2 separate regions of the Triticum aestivum genome follow, and region 2 is linked to region 1. The links are chromatin contacts, called in public Hi-C maps. All regions are on one chromosome and are shown on one strand. Each heading gives the region's core, a stretch centred on a gene start, on an enhancer-like site or on the middle of the called end of the contact. The rest is flanking DNA. Distances are from core to core; before and after follow the strand shown. Region 1 holds the start of LOC123187056 (UNC93-like protein 1). Region 2 holds the start of LOC123187067 (cullin-associated NEDD8-dissociated protein 1).

Region 1 (7,773 bases), core at 3,320-5,819:
TACCAACCGGAAATCACACAGAAGAGAAGCGCGCGTCGCAAAATCAATGATGAAGCCGTAACTGATTACCATTTCGTGATTGACGTAGCTGTTTGAACAAGAAATGAAACTGCACTGCGATGGAACTGAACTCAAGACAATAAAAACGGAGAAAAAGATGTCACATGATACTGCACACTGAACACCGCCGCCGCCATGAACTGTACCCTGTGCACACAATGGAGTAACAGCTTGACACAGCGTAAAGATTGAGCGATGGTCGAGCTGCGGGTGCTCACACACACCTACACCACGGCCTAAGCCGTTGTACTTGCGAGATGTCGCGGCAGGCAAACAAGCTGATGAATAGCTGAAACCAATGTTGGAGATGCTCTTGGTGAAGTGCGGCAGCAGGGTTCCGGAGAGAGTAAATCACGCCATCGTTCACTTTTTTTTTCCCGAGAAGATCGCCATCGTTCACCTGATGTGCACATCAGTGAGGTTTTTTTTTTTCTTTGAGGCAAGGTTTTTTCTTTTCTTTTGAGCAACTGCACATCAGCTAGTGAGGTGACCACAATCACTGCAGTGCTTCCATTCGGCCCAGCCCAACAGCAGCTGCTCACTACCCACGGCCTTCAGTCCTCAGTCACGAACAGAGCAGCAGAATGGCCAGAGTTTCTTCTGTTCTATTAGTCCCACCTCCAGCTGAGTGTGTGTGCCCAAATGGAAGCACACCCAGCGCGCGAGAGCCATGAGCTGCCTCGTGTCGTGGTGGTAACATGTGCGGCATGCACATATAGCTTAATAACCCAAGGATTAATGATAAAGGCCACCGTCTAGCTAAGCAAGCATATGACAAATATGCTCGGCAATCTTTTTTTTTAACCTTTTTTATTAGCTATAAGCAGCAAACAGGCCAAAATTTTCAAACATATTTCAAGTACAGGAGATTGCTTGCACTCAATTTTTCAAACATATTTGAAGTACAGAAGATTGCCTGTACTCAGTTTTTCAAACACATTTCAGGTAAAGAAGATTGCTTGTATTCAGAGTATATTAGCTAGCCAAAGAGTGGTTTAAGAAACACATCGTTTGTATTTATCTTTCTTTTCGAGGAAGATTATCTGTACTGTAGCATGATAACATTTGCCGGCACGCCATGGAATTCGAAGATCATGCTGCTTCCTATCCATATGTTCAAGATGTGCATACTCCAGACTACCTGAAAATTGCAGCTAGATATGCCTACTCCAGACTGCCTGAAAAATTCAGAAAACGCATAACTAGCTATTCAGATTGCCTACTTCGGACTGCCTGAAAATTCAGAATTCTGTTTCCATGAGCTCAAATACGAACCGGAGATTGCACGGAAGAAGAGAAGCGCGCAACACATAACTGGTTGCCATTTCCTGATTGACATAGCGGTTCCAACAAGCAATGAAACTGTATTCTCTGTATAGTTACCATTTACTGCATAAAGTGAACCGAAGACAATGCAAACAGAGAAAAAATTATCACATGATGTTACCAATGAACACCACCACCACCACCAACATGAACTACACACACACTGGAGTAACAGTTGGACACAACACGAAGATCGCATGATGACCGAGCAGCGAGCACTCACGCCTACACCATGGCCTAAACCATTGTACTCATGAGATGTCGCAGCAGGCGACCACGCCGAATGACTGAAACATTTTCTCTCCTCAGTGGAAGCTTGACGGCGCGGCCATCTTGGCGTCTTTCTCCTTGCCGCCGTCGTCAACGTTTGACACCGAGTAGTCCTCGTCCTTGACGGCCAGGAGCACCAGGACCGCCAGCAGCGGGTAGCTGACGGTGCACAGCCCCCAGTTCACGATCAGCTGCGACAGCAGGGACGTCTTGTGGGTGTCCACCTGCCATGCCACGGCCGCTCCTGCACTCTGCACACCCTTGTAGAACCCAACGTATCTGCAACAACAGAAGTTGAAATTTTATTCAGACAATTACTTGATATATTGACCAGCACCGATTGCATACACTTTTGTTCAGAAGAGCAATTTTATTGACCAACACCAACACCAAATGCATTATGCATGAGGATACAGCATGTTAAGAATGATGCATGAGACTGTTGAGACTTGAGAAAGGATTACTTACACACCAAGGCCTCTTCACAGTTCACACACAGGAAGGACCATTTTAGTTTATTTCTTAGGACCAGCCTACGGAGAGCAACGTTGTGAATTTATTCTAATATAAAAGAGAAGGAAAAGGTAGCTGGATAAGAAGAATCCTTATCCATCACAACCTATGTGCTGGTATCAAATTTATTGGTGTAAGCACCAAACCTGAATGAGCACTCTTTCGTCTAAGGATGCCTAACCGCCGCATCGATCATTCATTCATTCATTCCGGGGTTTCTATCAGCAGCGGCAGATTTTCTGATGCATTAAATTGGGCAAGAATTTCTGAAGATGGATAGCACTAGGTTTGAGACAGCAAACAAGACTCTGACATGTAATTCCAAAAGGGGGAAAAGTGAGACTGAAATGTTGCTTCCCCTGTAATCAGATTTTGGAAGGGGGCAGAGTTCAGAAGTCAAGGCATCCTTTTGCCTTAACTAGTATCTGCCGTGATGGTCATGGACTCATGGTACTTGAACCACCCCAGGTCATCACACTCACTTGAGTTAAGTGTAGTACTAGTATTTCACACGAAAAAGATGACCCCCTTTCCAACCACAGGGATGATGATTCAGATGCCATGTTTTCATATCAAATCTAGCCGTGTGAAGTCAGTGGACTCTCCCTCCAAAGTTTATGGAGTGTCTTATCTAGTACTCCCTCTGTCCCAAAATATAAGAACGTTTTTTGCACTAGTATAGTGTAAAAACGTTATTATATTTTGGGACGGAGGGAGTAGTGTACTTTGAAACTTTCCTAAAGCAGAGTCTGCTTCTGCTACAAAACAGAGTGAGAAGCATGAGAAGAAGAAGAGAGATGTTCTTCTATCAAATCAAACAGTGGATTCTACAGCTAAATTCAGCACTACAAATTTAAAGAATCCCATTTATCCGTGTTAATACTAACTTCACAGTTAACCAATTCAAGTACAGTAGTATTATATCTGAAACAAGGTTAAGATTAGTCATTAGTACTCCATACCTATCATGTTAAATTGTTGCCAATCCAAAACCTGTTAGGAAATTCAGCAGGCATGTACTACTGCATAAATGGAGAGTGTCTAAGTACCTGCTTAGGATCTGTGAGTCGTTTGCGAGGGCGCCGATGATCCAGTAGATGAGGCTCTGGAAGATGGCGTCCATGAGGCCGTAGCTGAAGTAGAGCAGGAATGGCCCGGCGTAGCGGCGGCCCTCCTTGAAGTCGATCTTGTCGGGGAATTCGCCGTCGAGATACCTCAGCTGGTTGGCGAGGCCGCCGGCCCAGATGGCGGTGCCGAGGAGGGCGACGGCGGCGACGCCCATGAGGCCCCTCTTCCGGCGGCTGGCGAAGCCGAAGTCGAGGAAGTATCCGATGCCGGCGGAGCCGATCATCTGCGCGCCCCAATAGAAAACATTGTTGAGGCCCTTGGTCCTCAGGGTGAAGAGGAGGCCATTGACGTTGTTGAACTGGTAGGTGTAGAAGAAGTTGCTGGCCCATGCGGCGGGCAGGATGAGCAGCATCCTCCAGTTGGTGAAGAGCTTGAGGATCTCCCACCCCTCGGTGGACACCGAGGAGTAGGTGACCCTGGTGGCGCGGGTGCCGTCGTCCCGGACGATCCTGGCGGGGGGGAGGACGAGGAAGGTGAGCGCGGCGCCGAGGAGCATGAAGCCGATGAAGGCCCCGTAGGTGGCGTCGTTCACGCTGCCGGCGTCGGTGCGGGCGTAGTTGAAGGAGAAGGGGAGGAGGCCCCCCAGGACGCCGCCCAGGTTGAAGAGGCACCAGAAGAGCGAGATGTAGCTGCCCCGGCGGTTGGGCGGCGGGTAGGAGGTCATGATGGCGCCCTGCGCCGCCCAGAGCAGGCCCGCGCCGGCGCCGAGCAGCGCGCCGGCGATGATGGGGAACGTCTGGGACTTGCGGTGGTTGTAGTAGAGGAAGGAGGCGGCGTAGAGCGGGTAGGTGAGGGACCCCAGGAGCAGCGTGAGGCGCGGGCCGAGCAGGTTGTGGGCGGCGCCGCCGAGGACGCCGAAGATGGCGAAGCAGGCGTAGAGCGCCGTGTTGGCGTTGTCGGCCGTGGTGTGGTCCAACTGCCCGCCCCCGCCCAGCCCGGACAGCGCGTTGAACATGCCCGGGCAGCAGAAGCACACCAGCCCGATCAGCGACACCTGGACCAGCGGCGAGTTGTACCGCAGGCCGGGGGGAGGCGGCGCCGTCGCCTCCGTCCCCTGCTCCTGCGGGGACCCGGCCTCCGGCAGCTCCGTCGACACGGCCATTTCGTCGCTCCGAATGGGTCGGCCGGCGGAGAGGAGTGAGGACGGCAGCTGATGGGTGGAGACAAATCGGCGGGGACGAAGGCGAGGTGGAAGACGATCGGCGGAGGTGGCGGTATTTATAGATGGGATCTTGGTGGCTCCTCTGTTTTGATTCTGTTGCGAGAAGGGGGAGAAAGAGACGGCGACATTGAGGAGGAGCAGAGGGCGACATTTGGAGCATCATTAGTCAGTGATGATTGCATTTATTCAGTATATTTGGGAACTTAATTACTACCCATTTATCAGTTCAAATATGTGCGTCGTCTTTAATATGGATATTTATTTGGCGAAGTAATAAGCAAAGATTGTTACTACAAAGTTTTTTCTTTTTTTGAAATTTTCGAAAACATGTTCGACGTGGCAAAAAGAAAAAAAGACCGTAATAGCTGGCGACCGTTCGTTGTGAGGGGTGGTATTGCAAACGTTTTTGCTGACAGTTTTTTCAGAGACACATGGCAATTTTTTTAGATACGCATGACGGTTTCTGGAAAGAAGAAAGTTTTTGCGGCAAAAACAAGCAGAATTAGCCATCTCCTACCACCTAAAAATGCCTTAAGAAATTGTTCGCTTGTCACCCCCCTCCCAGGAAACATTCACCGGTTAGTATTTCTGAAAAAAGAGCCCCAATCAAAATTTGGATTTTTTTTTGTTTCCATTTATTCGTTTTGGTGCGGTGAAGGGGGAGACGAACGAATTTTGAAGGTAGGATTTTCCACATTTGGTTTGGAGCATCATCATCATCGCCAATTGGAATGCACACTGAATTAAATTTTGCGAGATATGGCATTCTATTTTCATAAGTTCTTATTACAATTCATCATGATCTCCATAACACATATGCGAGTTGGAAGGAGATTTGTGCACACACGAGATGAGCCGACAGAGATGAGAAGGGGTGAAAGATAGGAGAGTCGAATATTGCGATTTGAAGAATCACCAAACTACACATAGTAAACACTTATTAATTTTCACAAGGGATATTCCGGCATTTTAACAATGGTGCACCCCTATGTGAATATAGCATTAAAAATATATTAGAAATTTAAAAAAAATCTAAAATTTTGTAATATGAAACTGGGTGCCCGTTGTACACCCATGTTCAATTTCGTGGGGAATGGGTGCCCATGTTAATGTTAGTAAAAAGGACAAACAAGTCGTATGTATAGAAAAAAAATTGGATGCAACATATGTCTGTAATTCCCACGCCATGGATACCACGGGCACCCATTCCCTGTGAAAATGAAACAGGTGTATTTCTGATTTTTTTTTTGAAATTTTCTGATATTTTTTAATGCTAGTTTCATATAGGGGTACGTGACACTCGGGCGCTCCAATGCATTTCCCACAAAGGCACACAACCTTATCCCTGTCAAAGATCCATCCTACATTGATAAATATGACTTGGCAGTGGGGCCAGCAAGAACAGCGTCCCAACATCCCCTTGTTCTTTATTTGGAGGATCGATGTTCCTCCATCGAACATTGCTTGGTTGATTGCCACAAGGACGCAGGGCTGAGATTCTTGGTCCTGCAATTTTGGAATTTTGCTCGCAACTTGCAGCTAGCTGCGTCCCTGTCCTTCCTAGTGAATCACCTTCGCCCGTTGTTTGTGGCATAGGACAAATACACCCAGCTAATCATAGATCCATAGGGAGAGGGGGTCGTAATCCTGGCTAGCTTTCACCGTTAGGGGCAGCTAGCTGGTTAATCATGCAGGCTAACACGAGGTTAGTAGAGTCCAAGATGGACCTTTCCTCGACTCCGTCTGACAAAGTGACAAGCTGTAGCTTCTTATACTAGTTAATTGCAGAATGCTCCCACTATGAAACCTTTCACTTTCATTCTAAAAATAAACCTTCGATTTTCCGAAAAAAATAACATTGCAAAACATTAGATTTGTCTAAAATATACTCTCGCTTTTCCCTTTCAAAAGTTTCCCCTACACGTGTAAAGATCAGTATCTATAGATTTGTCTAAAATATACTCCCTCTGTAAAGAGATATAAGAGCGTTATGGAGGGAGTACATTCGTACATTCTGTTAGGTTTTATAATTATATATAGTGGTACAAAATAATAGTCACATTTATGTTTTCTCCCTGCGGGGGCACATTTATGGTTTCTTGACTGTGTGAATGTGCAGAATGTGGTCTTTTTTGGAGACAATCACTTCAACTTGCTCTCTTTTTTTGGATGGAAACGTATAGATGAGAAATTTTTGGTTGGCTATGACATGCTCGGCCCTGTTGGAGTTTTGCTCCCAAAAAGTCTTCACATGACCTCACTCCTTGACTCATGGTAGCTTGGTCCAGTCGATGCCGACGTTGCTCGTGACGTGTCATCTCTTTCTCCGCACCTAGATTCCAACACGAATTTCAGGTTCGCCTCAACCTCTTCATTTCCCGGATTATGTGCGTGCGATCGAGACAGTTTTCACATGCCCGTAGGAAAAAAAAGTTGCGACCTTTCTGCGTTTCACAATAATCTGTGTCGCCTTCGCATATTGACATCAAATTCACTTGTTCCGTTCGCAATCATCCGTGTTGCCTTTGCATATACTCCAATCGAATTCATATTCGACACTGGTAGGAGAAGAAGCCGACTCGGTATTCTTAAAAAAAAAAAAAAAGAGGAGGGACAGAACCAAGTCAATATGATATGGACCGCCCCTTCTTCTTGCGCCAAAGGTCTTACCATTTTCAAAGGAACTGAGGCTCCATTTCCTTTTCAATTTCCATTCAAGAGTTTCCATCTGTTTCCACGTGTTCCATTCATTCCTAGGATCCAAAGAGGGCCTCGGAGAAGTCCACCTGTCAGCACAACGATGAAGACGATGATGCCCTGGCACTCAAGCAAGTGCCAGGTGTCCACGCTCCATGGCCTGCAAGGCGATGATGCAGGCAAGAAAAAGGAACAGCAGAAGTCAATAGTAGCAGAGCTTTCTCCTCCCGTGGAGTACATAAACAAACAACCTTTTGGTGATGGGGAGTTTTCAGATTAGCCTCAGCGTGGAAGCGCCGGCGCTCCACACATTTTTTTTTTTTGGCGAGCGTTTGAAGATGGCATCAGCTACTGCTAAACGGCCGGTCAAGAACTGACAATAACACGCCGGCAGTTCACATTAACTAAATCCAAACGTACACGGCCTTTTTCCTCCAGTCAAATCACTAGTTTATCGGACGCCTGCAGCTCTCACCTCATCTCTCCATAGATATATACCCAGCAAATCGTCACAACACAAGCACGGCGCACATACATACAACTATATTATCCTGGTAAAAAAAACACGGCAGACATATATTTGTAGGGTGTTGGCAGAAAAAAAATATCGTTGTAGC
Region 2 (7,773 bases), core at 1,708-4,207, 340 kb after region 1:
CTAACAAGCAGATAACTACAATAGCAACAATGTACAGGTAAAATATATCTGGACCCATACTGCATGACCAAATGAACAAGGTATACAAGTGGTCATTTCCATTGTAAGACGGAACAAATGGATGAGATAGTGAGATACGATGGATACACAGAAAGCTACTCCCGACTTGCACATATGAACACCTTCCCAATTAGAAGGCCGTATGAGGAGCATTAAACCTTAACCAGCAAGCACTGGAAAATTCAATTACCAGACCAAAACTAGACATCTGAATAAATTAATACTTAAAGAGGCCTACAATAACAAAGGGAAATTCTGGCAAGCACGAAACAGATTAAAAACTTACATTGGTGACACCGTTGATTAGCTGCGGGGCAAGAGAAACTAAAATCTTTTCAGAAAGTGACGCCGTAGTAACTTCCACAATGACTGCCTTCAGAGCTATACTAGCAGTATCACGATGTTGGTCCTTCCCATTGAGTAATTTATCACAAAGCTTGTCGGTCATCTCCACTACTCTTTCCTCGTTAACCTTCTTAACAAGTGGAGCCAAGCTAAACAATAAAAGAAATAACAAGAGTAAATGTAGTGAATGGATGTAGGGGAGGTAATACAATTAACCAATTAGGTACCAAATTTCTCTGCAAAAATTTAACCCCACAAATACATAAGGAAAATGAGTGTACTTAAAAAAATAATGTTATTGCAAGCCAATAGCCAATCTAGAAGATAGAAGAGGTATGATGACATCTTCTTAACAAATAATAACAGGCTAATGCATCTGACAGGTACTACAGCGTAGCTAGTATTGTCAGAATGTTCCCAAATTCTAGCAGGAAGGAAGGGATAATCAACAATAACAGGATCTTAACATGCAAAATCCTTACTTCCGCAATAACCGCACCAGAAAGAAATGTGAGCCACAAATGTATACACAGGATAATTTCAATACAAACATGAAGAACGCAAGCATGCCAAACATGAAGAATCGAAACAACGGATTAAGTAATTTTAAAGGAGAAGGTACCATTTCACAGCTAAACCAGAAACATCTCCTGAAGCATCTTCCAGTTGTTGAAGAACAATATTAGTCAACTTTGATTCAAGGTCTTGATCTGCTTTGAAACTCTCTTTGTTCAACTCACTAAGCAGATCTGATGTAGCCATATATCTGTAGTCTTTATCTTTCCCTGTCATCTGAAAGCACATACACGAAATAAAAAATGTTACAAAGCATGAATAAAGAGGAAAAACTGATGATTCCTTTGTAAGAAATGCAAATTAGTATAATGGATACCTTCTCCAATATGCCGGTTATGTTTGTATTCGCCATCGTGCCGAACCTGTGTTCAAGTCCTCTTCACAAATGTATTCAATAGTATCCTAATAAAAAGCAAATTATGCAATGAGACATGTTCAATTGCCAACAGCCTAACAGAATATGTCTTGCTAAGTGCATGGTTTTTAAAGCTGCGCCAAACCAACAGAATCAATGTAGGTGCATTCTGGCAGGACAAGTAAGCTGGATGGAGAAAAAACGGCCAAAAAAAGAATTTAGAACACTCTAATGTGGAGGTCGAACACCTGACGACTCGCTTCACACCAATGTGCCTAGCACATGCGATACGTGTATGTTGTGTTAGTAACGAACATTAGTTACTTATTCGTGCTATTGTGGATAGAGGTCAAAATATTTGCAAAATAAGCAAACAGGGGATTCAAAACACATGATATGAGATTCAGTTGTAGTACACCCTATGGTCTTCTTTTATAGCATAGCAGCACACCAACTAAGAGAAAGAAATTGAAAAGAAGATAAAGAAGGCATAAATCTATACATCGAGCAATTTAAGAACAGAGAAGAATGACATTAGCACTAGTCCATTTGTATACTTTTTAACACCAGCAACCAACCGAAAATAGCACAAACATAGAGTCTCGCGTGTAGACACACCGTGTGTACATCATCCGTGCTAAAGAGTAGTACACAGCGCTGACGCTACTATACAACCATGAATTGAATCACTGGACACAGAGGCCGGGATGGCGACGATGCCCCTAGATCCAGGAGCCTCGTCAGATGGCGCTGGAGCGAACGGAGAAGCAAAACTGGGACACATTGACATTGTTTTGTAATAGGAACCTGAGTAAAAACTCAGGGTAACCATGGTCAGCACCCTGATGTTCAAGCCTGATGCAAGCTACCAAGTCTAGGTGAACCAACGATAATAATATCATCAAACACACATGATTTCCAGATCAGAACCGATGCTCAAGTCCTACAAGCAACTACTAGGCCCAACGACTTGAACAGAAAATTTCAGGTGCAACATCAAAGACATCCTGAGCGCTGGAAAGTCCAGAAACCCACAACTGAGACCTAGCACTAGCAGCAACCGAGCGGAATCAATCGACACAAACCTAGACAGACGAACAGAACCAGCACCAACAGCGTCTCAGACCGGCAGATCTACCCGGCAATCCAGGCACAATCGAGAGGGGTTTGCGCTGCAGCCCACTACCGAGCCGAATCAGCAGTCAAATCCAAACCAGCACTACTAGCATGGAACGAGCGGAACCAGCAACGACGGATCGAGCGAGAGCAACCCTAACGGCGACGGGCGGGGCACCGGCAAGAGGAGGAGCGGTCGGAGGCTCGCGTACCTTGAGGTGGAGGAGGAGGAGGGAAGCTTGCTTGGCTTCGATTCGATCGGAAACTTCTCGGGGGCTCGCCTGGGAGGGGGGGTTGGATGGGTGGGGCGGGGAAGGGAGGGGATGGGGATTTGTAGTCGGCGAGGCCGGCTGCGGTGGCGAGGAGTCCCAATGCCGCACGACGCCCTCCGAAGAACGCTCGGCTGCGGCGCACGAGGGACGTCGCTTGCCGATCGCCGCTGCCGGGGACGGGGAGGAGAGCAGAGCACCGCGCCGGAGCTGAGCACGGGGGAGTGGGGATTTGGGGGAGAGTTAGGGTTCTGGACATATACCCCTTGGGCTGGGCTTGCTGGGCTGGCCAGCGGCACATTTATCTGCGACGGCCCGAACGGATGGCCCATCAATAGTTAAGTCGATAGCATTTGCTAAAAAAAATTACTAAAAAACCTCAAAAGAAATTGTTTGCTCCAAAAAAGACCCTAAGACTACTAAGTACTCCCTCCGTCGACCAGTGTAAAAAACGCTCTTATATCATGGGGCGGAGGGATTACAAGGTAGCTCAGCTTGACTCGTGAACATAACGAGCCCAAACTCGGCTCGACTCATGTAACTCGCGAGCTACCTCGCCTAACTTGTTAAACTCATTATAAATGTGAATAGCAAAAGTATATGTACACACATTATTTAAGCAACTAATCCACAAAAAAGTATTAGTACACACATTCTTCACAAAACCGGAGCAATCAATAATTTACACTAAATAGACATTTGATGCACTCTACAAATGACAATATGGATTCGTTAGTCGTTAGCTCGAGTCGTTGAACTCATTTTATTTTATTAACAAGCTCGGATTAAAACTCGGGTCGATTCGTTAGTCAACAAGTTCGACTCAAGTCGAGCCGAGTCACAAGCTACTCATTTAGCTAATGAGTTTCGAGTTTTCGTTTCAACCCCGTCTGTGCTACAAAAAAAAGTGTTCGTCTATCACATAAAAAAGCAAAAGCATAGCGTTTGTCTACAAAAAGGAAAAAAACTCACATGGACGTCAACGTCGTCGAGATCGACAGTCCTTGGTGTTGGTTGAGATATAACTAATTATTCGGTCGACTGAGAATTAGCAAAACCGAATAAAACAGGTGTGGGTTTTTTGCAACCGTCCAATATTGCATATTGCCAACGGAGTAAATCATTGGTAAAAATCTTGTCTTGTAACAAAACAAAATATCCAGATTTATTTTCGTACTTGTTTTTGTCTGCACACAACCATTTGCCGGTGACGTCTACACCGCTGATGGCCAGCAACCACGAGATACCACCGGCGGCAACACACTGACACTGGCGGACACGTTCGATGAAGAAAGGGCCACGACTTCACCTCACCCGTGGCACGCACAAACCAGTGAATCAAAAGGAGCAGGCGGCACCGATCACTCCACGGCGCGCCCATGCCATGGCCTCCGCCCAGCCCCTCCGCGCCATCAGCCTCAAGGCGTTCGACGAGACGAGGGCCGGCGTCAAGGGCCTGGTGGACGCGGGCGTCACCGCCGTCCCGTCCATCTTCCACCACCCGCCGGAGTCCCTCACCCACGGCGCAAGTCGACCTCATCGCTTCACCGTGCCGGTCATCAACCTGTCATCCGCCGTGGGCACCACCACCACGCGGGCCGCGGTGGTCGCGCAGGTGAGGGCGGCCGCGGAGACGGTGGGCTTCTTCCAGGTGGTGGGCCACGGCGTGCCGGAGGCGGCCACGTCGGCGATGCTGGCGGCGGTGCGGGGCTTCATCGAGGAGCCCGTGGAGGCCAAGGCGCCGTACTACACGCGGGACACCGGCCGGCGTGTGCGGTACCAGAGCAACCTCGACCTGTTCCAGTCGACGGCGGCCAATTGGCGCGACACGCTCTTCATGGAGATGCCGCCGGCGCCCGAGGAGCTCCCGGCGGCGTGCAGGCGCGTCGCGCCGGAGTACGCGCGGCTGGTGCAGCGGCGGCTGGGCCGCGCGCTGCTGGGGCTGCTGTCGGAGGCGCTGGGCCTCCGCCCCGGCCACCTGGAGGAGGAGCACGGGTGCCTGGAGGGGCTCAGCCTCGCCTGCCACTACTACCCGGCCTGCCCGGAGCCGCAGCTCACCCTCGGCACCCCGCGGCACACCGACGCCAGCTTCCTCACCGTGCTGCTCCAGGACGCCGTCGGCGGCCTCCAGGTGCTCGTCGACCTCGAGGACAAGGCGGTGTGGGTGGACGTGCCGCCGGTGGCCGGGGCGCTGGTGGTGAACGTGGGCGACTTCCTGCAGCTCATGTCCAACGACAGGTTCAGGAGCGTCGAGCACCGCGTGGTGTCCAACGGCGTGGGGCCACGGGTCTCGGTGGCGTGCTTCTTCCGGACGGACCGCGCCGCCGCGCCGACGAGGGTGCTGGCGCCGATCGTCGCCGACGGCGACGAGGCGCGGTACAGGAGCACGACGGTGGAGGAGGTCGTCCGGCAGTACTACAAGGTCAAGGGCCTCGCCGGCATCTCTGCACTGCAGCACTTCAGACTCTGAATCTCATGACTGAATCCTCCAAACTTGTATATTCACTCTGCTATGTCTGCTCTGCACCGTCCTCCGCCCATGCCTTTTGAATTTTGGTTGATGCACAAAGCCAAACAGTAACAGGTTGAGTGCTTCATTCAAAAGCAAAACAAATCAAAATATTGGGGTCGGTAAGCTTAACTGAGCCTCGTTTCCATGCGATCGGCCAGAAAGAGCAGAGCAAAAGTAAGAAGCATGAATTCAGAATTTTAAATTTCCAAACGCTTTGTGCCCATCATCACTTCCTCTATGGCCACTCACACAGCCACACTGTCTTTCTATTCTCTAGACTAGAGGAGCCTTTCGGCGAAAGTTGAGCAGTCTGCAGACTAGTTTACCCTGTCCGATGAGCAACTGGCTGTTGATTACATACTGAGAGAGTTTCCTAAGTTCATCAGCTGGGGGGACCGTGCGTCGAACAGCATCGCAAAAGTGCAGCATTTGATCAAAGTGTACCTTTTTTTAGGGTTATCGGAGTGTGCTTTCGAAAGCCAATGTTGAACCATGATAAATATTCTTGAAGAGATCGATGGCATGTCCTTGACGAGGCATCATCATCTTCATGCATGTGCTCTGTTTGGGCTGTCAAGTTTCCACCAGGGTTCACCTTTTCGGTCGAATTTTGGCTGAAATTCAACCACATTTTGATTTACTGCCGAGCCTGGCTCGAATCCAGGGTTTGCCGATGTCGGCGGTGGCACTGAAACCTCAGTAAAATTTAAATTTCAACCAGCAATTTGCTCCGCGTGATGAACAGTCCACCAGTATAGCATATGTTCCATGTGTCTATTGCTGCCGCCTTTCTTTCACCTCTCGGATACCAAGGAAACACCGCGGGAACCAACAAAACGGCGGCAAGTAACAGCTGGTAAATAACTGCCATTCAAATTCTTGAATCCTCAGAAAAGCCCGGGAAACCAGCCAAAGCATGTCCTAATTATGGTCTGCTCCTTATCCTCTTGTTACTGCCCAACAAATTTCCTTGCTCCTCTACTACAAATAGCCCTTCCTCCTCAGCCGTCGGTACCCCTCCGCCATTCTTCCCCGCGTTCGCTGCCAAGGCACCAACGCGCCGGTCGGTGGTCGGTGCCGGCAGCGATCGACAGCCGGAGCAATCCATAACGGGCTATGGGTTCCTGTGCTAGCCGTCCAAGGGGTTTCCCTGAGTGGGAGAAGCCCATGGTGGATGACATGCCGATCACCCCTAAGGCTGTCGCTGCACCCGTAGAACCCGACGCTCCGGTTGTCGAGGACAAGTATGAGGTCCTTGTCGTTGAAGCGCCATTGGTCGACCCCTCGACACCAAAAGCCGAGGACGCCTGCAAGGTGACTGAAGAGCTTATCCCCGAGGTCAGCGAGCTGCCGGTGCCAATGACTGAGGAGGCTGAAGAGGCTACCGAGGTCGTTGTCGTCGTCGAGGAGGTCACAGTGGCTGCAGAGAAGCAAAACTGACTGCCAGTTAGCTGAGTATTTTGTCGGACAAACTAACTTGTATTGTTTACATTTGATGTAAAGGACCTTGCTGCGTTAACATATGGGAAATCTGGGGATGGCCAAAATGCAACTGACCTGGTTTGGTGATCCATATTGCATTGGTAACTTCAGTGTCATGATTCTCAGAGCAAACACAAAGTTGGCAGTAAGATCTGAGTCTGGACAATCCGCAATCAGTTTCATATATCTGATGGAGATGATGAACAAGTTTGGGATACACAAATTAACAGGTGATCAGGATACATGTTACAGTTGGTACGGTTAATTACACATAAACAGCGCAAACGGCATAATCACCACACGACACGAAGGAGAACGAACGACATGGTGAGCAACATGGAGAAGGAACACGGCCAACAGAAAGTACACCTGGAACTCTAAGTCTCCTTTTCCTTTGGTTCAGGGAGAGACTTCCTGAACCAGGGGATCAGAACAGAGGTCCTCTTCTGGTACAGCCTGTAGGCCTCTGCCCGGTGCTCCTGCTTCAGCATGCGCCGCTCGACGAGCACGGTGACGTAGCCGAGGCACATGCTGTTGACAAGCGCCCCGATGAACATCCACCGCTGCCCCAGGTTCCAGGCGAAGAGGTACACACCCCACCACCAGAGCTGCTCGCCGAAGTAGTTGGGGTGGCGCGAGTACCCCCACAGGCCGTCCTCGAGGGTGGGGACTGTCGGTTCGCCTAGCTGCTTCAGTTTCTCGTTCCTGGTGACGAACTGGTGCAGCTGGGTGTCAGCAAAGTAGGCGATCACGACTCCGGTAATGCAGACAACTGTCGCCACGAGGTCCCAGATGCCCAATGGCTGGTCGCTGGAGTGAATGGCGTACATCGGCAGGCATATGCCAATCAGAAACACCTGCATCCAACAAACACGCCACTTTTGTCAATCAGGCGTAACAAGTTTATGACCACCATGAATTTCGACCCAGCTGATTTATGTATTAGCAAAAATAGCAGCAGTGTATTTCTTTAAACACATTTCACTCATGTACCAAAAGTTCTGAAAACAAGCAAGCATTATAGTAAATGGGCGAAACGCCTGAATTTACCTGCTGCG

Evidence for each region. A called contact is a pair of places that touch in the nucleus more often than the background predicts.
Region 2: a Hi-C map of leaf shows a contact between it and region 1, with 4 times the contacts expected there. The contact joins the promoter of LOC123187067 here to the promoter of LOC123187056 in region 1. A contact is called at or near these places in 3 of 5 Hi-C or Micro-C datasets (all in leaf).

What each region holds. Positions count from the first base shown.
Region 1 is chr2A:18,676,524-18,684,296 of IWGSC CS RefSeq v2.1, forward strand. It overlaps LOC123187056 (UNC93-like protein 1), which reads right to left and starts at 4,570. Exons shown (of 2, transcript XM_044598816.1): 1 at 3,219-4,570; 2 at 1,405-1,935. The coding sequence starts at 4,399. The coding sequence ends at 1,692. LOC123187059 (UMP-CMP kinase 2) reads right to left here. Exons shown (of 9, transcript XM_044598820.1): 9 at 7,713-7,773.
Region 2 is chr2A:19,020,742-19,028,514 of IWGSC CS RefSeq v2.1, forward strand. LOC123187067 (cullin-associated NEDD8-dissociated protein 1) reads right to left here and starts at 2,958. Exons shown (of 29, transcript XM_044598829.1): 1 at 2,665-2,958; 2 at 1,298-1,383; 3 at 1,028-1,197; 4 at 347-554. The coding sequence starts at 1,333. LOC123187068 (1-aminocyclopropane-1-carboxylate oxidase homolog 1-like) reads left to right here and starts at 3,922. Exons shown (of 1, transcript XM_044598830.1): 1 at 3,922-5,362. The coding sequence starts at 4,007. The coding sequence ends at 5,191. LOC123187069 reads right to left here. Exons shown (of 3, transcript XM_044598831.1): 2 at 7,766-7,773; 3 at 6,869-7,572. The coding sequence ends at 7,093.